Linked DNA regions of Sus scrofa: region 1 is linked to region 2. Evidence: chromatin contacts called from public Hi-C data. All regions are on one chromosome and are shown on one strand. The core of a region is the stretch at or near the end of the contact, and the rest is flanking DNA. Distances in the headings are between cores, read along the strand shown.

What was found. Hi-C and Micro-C count contacts between places; a contact is called where the count stands out from the background.
Region 1: a Hi-C map of alveolar macrophages shows a contact between it and region 2, with 2.6 times the contacts expected there. A contact is called at or near these places in 12 of 47 Hi-C or Micro-C datasets (alveolar macrophages, blood, embryonic fibroblasts and 8 more) and 2 of 2 datasets of targeted methods (alveolar macrophages and skeletal muscle).

The regions. Positions count from the first base shown.
Region 1 is chr3:55,603,730-55,606,429 of Sscrofa11.1, forward strand. MGAT4A (mannosyl (alpha-1,3-)-glycoprotein beta-1,4-N-acetylglucosaminyltransferase, isozyme A) reads left to right here. Exons shown (of 15, transcript NM_001315622.1): 3 at 1,521-1,661. Among named protein-coding and RNA genes, the nearest start is that of MGAT4A, 40 kb to the left of the region's middle.
Region 2 is chr3:55,563,485-55,566,184 of Sscrofa11.1, forward strand. MGAT4A (mannosyl (alpha-1,3-)-glycoprotein beta-1,4-N-acetylglucosaminyltransferase, isozyme A) reads left to right here and starts at 1,449. Exons shown (of 15, transcript NM_001315622.1): 1 at 1,449-1,544. The coding sequence starts at 1,451.

The DNA.
Region 1 (2,700 bases), core at 57-2,556, 40 kb after region 2:
CTGTGTAATCTTCCAAGATGAATACACTTTTTCATGTAGCATTAGCTGTTATAATCCTTCACCATTAATTCCTCTCATCTTGGGATTCGCAACCTTCCCTTCCTTTATTTTTAAGGATTCATGTTCCTTTCTTCCCCTCCTGATTATAAAATTTGTATTATGGCACAGTAACATTTAAAATTATGGAGTGATTAACATTCCTGGTTTTCTTCTAGTCTTTTTCCCATGCATATTCTTCTTCAAAATTGTGATTGTGTGTTTTATGGCCTTATTTTCACTCTTAAAATTATTAGAGCAGTTTGCTATGCCATTGAATATTCTTTAAAAATACCATTTTTAACTGGCTATATAAATATGTCAGCTAATCATAGACCATAATAGGTTAAATATTTTTCTACATTTAGGAGAATAAGATTTTTCTGGATGGCTTTTGTCCCCCAGTTTATAACTGTGAAAAATATCTCTCTATATAAATCAATTAAATTTATGGTAGGCTTTGAGTTATTTTCATTAGATTATAACGTTCTTAAAAACATAATCTATGTTATGATGCCTGCTGATTTCTAAACACATGGTACAGTTGCTGGAACAAAATAGGTAATCACTAAATAATTATTGGATGCATAAAATTTAAATTCCTAAAAGGAAAGTTACTTAATAATAGGTGAGGATTTTCAATGTTGTTCTGAATAGCTGAAACATCGATCGCATTATCACCCAAATTTAATATGATCATTTAATCTGCTAGTTTAATTTGATAGGTGGGCGTTGGCTTGTAATTTGTAGTTGTTTCTTTAACATAAGAGTAAACTTTAATTTCATGTGTGGTCATTATTTTCCTTTCACTTGAGAACTTTCAGATCTGAATTTTTGGAATATTTTAGTGGAGTTTTCATATTGTTCTGTATGAAATTGTTGAAGCTACAAGTCCTTACTGCTAACCTCTTTATTTAAAGGTTTCAGTTCTGGTTCAGTGGAATTTTAAAACAGCATTGCTTATCCTATCAAGGTTTTATTTTATATTAAATGGTTCATTGGTCCCTCTCATAAAAACTGAAAAATGATTTGAAAGTTATGAACTGTACCAAACATTCTCTACTTGTGCTCTTTAACTTACTGTACTTGAATTTTAAAAAATCTTCTACGTGAAATTTTGGTAAAATTTGATAGCATCAAAAAGTGCTGCCAGTCATTGTAGTTGTTGTTATCGCAATTTCATGAATGGATAGTGTATTTGGAGTCTGTTCCGTCGGGCTTGAGTTCTGACACATTATACAAGAGTGATTCATACCCCACCTTCTCCTGGTACTTTGGCTGACCTTTTAACTTCATTCAGACTGTTCTCAACATTATGACTCTGTGAGACGCTGGTTGCACAAGTGTCAGTGGAAATCCCATTCATCAAAGCATGAAAAGAAAATTCTTTCAGTTCTCATACATTTTTACTGCTGTGTTTGTGAAACCAGCAATTTCTACAAGTAAAATATTACCGTGGGTTGATGGATGTTTCTGTGTTTCAGATGATACCCTAAAGCTATTAAAGGAGTTAACAAGCAAAAAACCTCTTCAAGTGCCAAGTATTTATTATCATTTGCCTCATTTATTACAAAATGAAGGGAGCCTTCAACCTGCTGTGCAAATTGGTAATGGACGAACAGGAGGTAGGTTTATTTTATTTCTTGTTGTGGTGGCATTCCTGGTCTCAATTGGGTCTTGGGAGTATTACATTGACCATTAGAAGTCTGGCAGGTCAAATAATAAAAATTCTTGACCTGTGCCTAGTAACTTGAAAGGAGTTGGACAGTTTTCTCTAAAGACCAGAGTAATAGTGCTGAAAAGGCTCAGGAGACATCTAGTTCAAGCTGTATCACTAGCAAAACAATGTTTAACCTTTCTATTTAAAAAATGGGTAAGGAGTTCCTGCTATGGCGCAGTGGGTTAAGAATCTGAATGCAGTGGCTGGGGTTGCTGTGGAGGTGCAGGTTTGATCCCCTGCCCAGCCAGTGGATTAAAGGATCTGGTATGTTGCAGCTGTGGCTTAGATTTAGGCACTGGCCTGGGAACTTCCTTATGCCGTGGGTGTGGCCATCAAATAAATAAATAAATAATAGGGAGGTAGAGAAATGATTTTTTTCTCCCTCTCTCTCTCTCTCTTTTTTTTTTTTTTTGCTTTTTAGGGCTGCCGCCTCAGCATGTAGAGGTTCTCAGGCTAGGGGTTGAATCCGAGCTATAGCTGCCGGCCTATACCATAGAGCCGAGTCTTCGACCTACACCATAGCTCATGGCAATGCCGGATGCTTAACCCACTGAGTGAGGCCAGGGATCAAACGTGCGTCCCCATGGATGCTAGTCAGATTCATTTCAGCTGAGCCACGACGGGAACTCTGACGGTTTTTTTTCTTATATCTTATTTCAATATTAATAGCTCTTACAGTCATCTCAAGAAAGTTTTTCATGCATCTGCCTCTACTTTTTCTTACAGAAATAAAGATATATCATCACTTACATTTAACCTTTCATGGAATAATACAAGTACTTTGGTTTGCTTCTTTTTTCTAAAATACCAAAAAGATAATTTATAGCATATGTTTTCTTCCTCTTGTTAGAGCCGCCAGAGCTTCTAGAGTTTTTCTTGTGGGACTTGTTTACAATTCCTTTGTACTTTTTATTTCTTTCTTCATTTTGTCTTTGTTAATCTTT
Region 2 (2,700 bases), core at 199-2,698:
AATGAGAATAACTGGGAGTGGCTGTGTACAGAGCCTCCTGAACTGGTAGTGAGTGGCTGGATGCAGGGTTTTTTGGCTTGGTTTGTTTGGTTTGGTTTGTTAATACAGTTCACATTTATTGAGAACCTGTTATGTGCTGGGTGACTGTGTTTAAGTACTGCTAAGAACTTGGTTTCATTCCGTTTTCTGAACAGCTTTGCTGGCTGGGAGGTGATCTCCAGATTTCCTGAGTTAAATCAATGTTAAGTGATATATCCTGGCTTCTAGTGTTGCATTGTTGCATTTTCTAAATGCCTAAATAGTCCCAGTTTACACCCGGGGTGGTGGTGGTGGTAGGGTTAATCATTGGGAAAACTACATCTATTTTATGATGATGACCAATAGGCATCATAACTGTAACTTTTTTTTTTTTGCTTTTTAGGACCGCACCCACTGCATATGGAGGTTCCCAGGCTAGGGGTCGAATCGGAGATACAGCTGCCAGTGTACACCACAACCACAGCAATGCGGGATCTGAGCCTCATCTGTGACCTACATTCCAGCTCAGCAATGCCGGATCCTTAACCTACTGAGCAAGGCCAGGGATCGAGGCCCGTACCGTCATGGTTCTTAATTGGATTTGTTTCCTCTGCTCCACTACGGGAACTCCATAACCATAACCTTTTTATTCATTATGAGAACCAGAGGAGCCAGCACGGGTAATGATGTCATTCCGGGGGCGGGGGGGGTGAAACCACAAGGCTGAGATAAGTGACATGCCCGAAGTCACATAGGTAATGATGGAGCTGCGTCTAGGATCTAGGGCTTTTGACCCTTGAAAATTGTAGTCTGTCAGTTTTCTTGAACAATTTGAAAATATTAACTATTTACTTATTGTGCAGTAAAAGGATTGAGGAAAGTGAAGATGATGTCACAAGGGATCCACTGAGTGATCTTTATAGAGTTCTCAGCTTGGAATCTGTGGCTTATTATTTAATGAGCCTCAGCACTTCCCCCTTTGCATAAATAACGAGACCTTTATCTCCACAGATCAGACCAAGCCAAGGAGAGTGTATAGTTGGAAGCTTTTTGCTCTGGAGGAAAACAACCATATCATTCTCATATATTAAATGAGTCCGTTTCGCCCAGCCAAAAATCTGTTTATTACAGTGACTCATAAATAAAGAAACCAATATTTTGCATCAAGCAAGTTTTTCTTTCTCTCTTCCCCCTGAATAGGAAGAAAGAAGCCTGAGACATCCACCTATGAAGACTGTACGACAATCCTGACTAGTAATTGTGGATGGTGTGGCTGCCAGACTTAATTCTGCCCAGCATCTGAAATGAAGCTCTCCTATTGATGGTTTTGATTGGTCTAGAGCCAGGAGAGCTGGATTTAGTTGACTTCAAGATAAAAAGAAACAGTCTTGGTTATCATCATAAACATTTGAACCAGTGATGGTGAAATGAGATGAGGCTCCGAAATGGAACTGTAGCCACTGTTTTAGCATTTATCACTTCGTTCCTTACTTTATCTTGGTATACCACGTGGCAAAATGGGAAAGGTAAGGAAAATATCTCCAAAAATGTGCCTGGAATGTCCTAGGTTTTTTGCTTTGTCAAGTGTGCACCAGTGCTTAAGTTAAATGCCCCTGCAGTCTGCATGTTGCATGCTATCTGCTGGCAGCCTGCCAGTTTCTTTCTGACACAAAAATGAAACAGTATTCTTGGACAGAGGAGGCAGACTTTCTGATTTGAATGGGCTTTGTTTTGTTGTGGATTTTTTGTAATTGCACTCAGAGAAACATGCTCATCAGTGGTTTATATTATAAGCGGCAGCCAAGTTGAATAATAAAGACTTTTGTTTGGGCATTTTATTTCTTATTATTAAACATCATAAATGTTTAATAAGCTTCCTTGCACCGGATGTTGTACAAAACACTTAAAAGGACACAATCAGTGCCTTCAAGAAATTTACATGCTGATTATACTAATGATTAGGTGCTGTGTAGTTAATGATTTAAACCGCATGTGTTGACAGATTGCTCTTTAGGCAAAGGTATTTATGAAGTGGGTGAGATGGAATTTGGATTTGAAAAATTTTTTTAATTTAAATTAATTTTGTTTAGACTATTAAACTGTTTTTTTTAAAGGAATGTTATTTGTTTAGTGATTGGAACCACATTCAAGAACAATGCAGTTGGCTTTTTTGAAGAGAAAATATTTGCAGTAAATTCCTACCCTTCCTTTTTATGTCTCCTTTCCTTATGTTAATTTAAGGAACATTGTTGGCAGGAAGAATGGAGGTTTATATTTGGTATTTTAGAGTTCTTGTCACCTGGTTATTTGAAGGCGCTATTGCTGGCCTTATTTTATTGACTTGTATGAAGGTAACAAATGATGTATTTATAACAGTTTTTTTCTTTGTGTGTGTGTGTAATATAATCTGATATTGGTAGAAAAACATGCTCTGTGTTTTGAGCAAATACTGTATTCTTTTTCTCTTTTCTCTGAGTCGGGCTCTAATTTTGGAAGGAACTCTTTGGGGAAGAATGAATGAAAAACCTGTTAAAGACTTTCCTTCTTCGCAGACAAATATATACATCTTAGATTTTTTAATTGTTCCAAAAGGGGACAACTTATTTAAGAAGAATTTTGAGTAGTTAATCAAACTATTACTTGTCAGAGTTCCGTGGTAGTGCAATGAATTATGGATCTGGC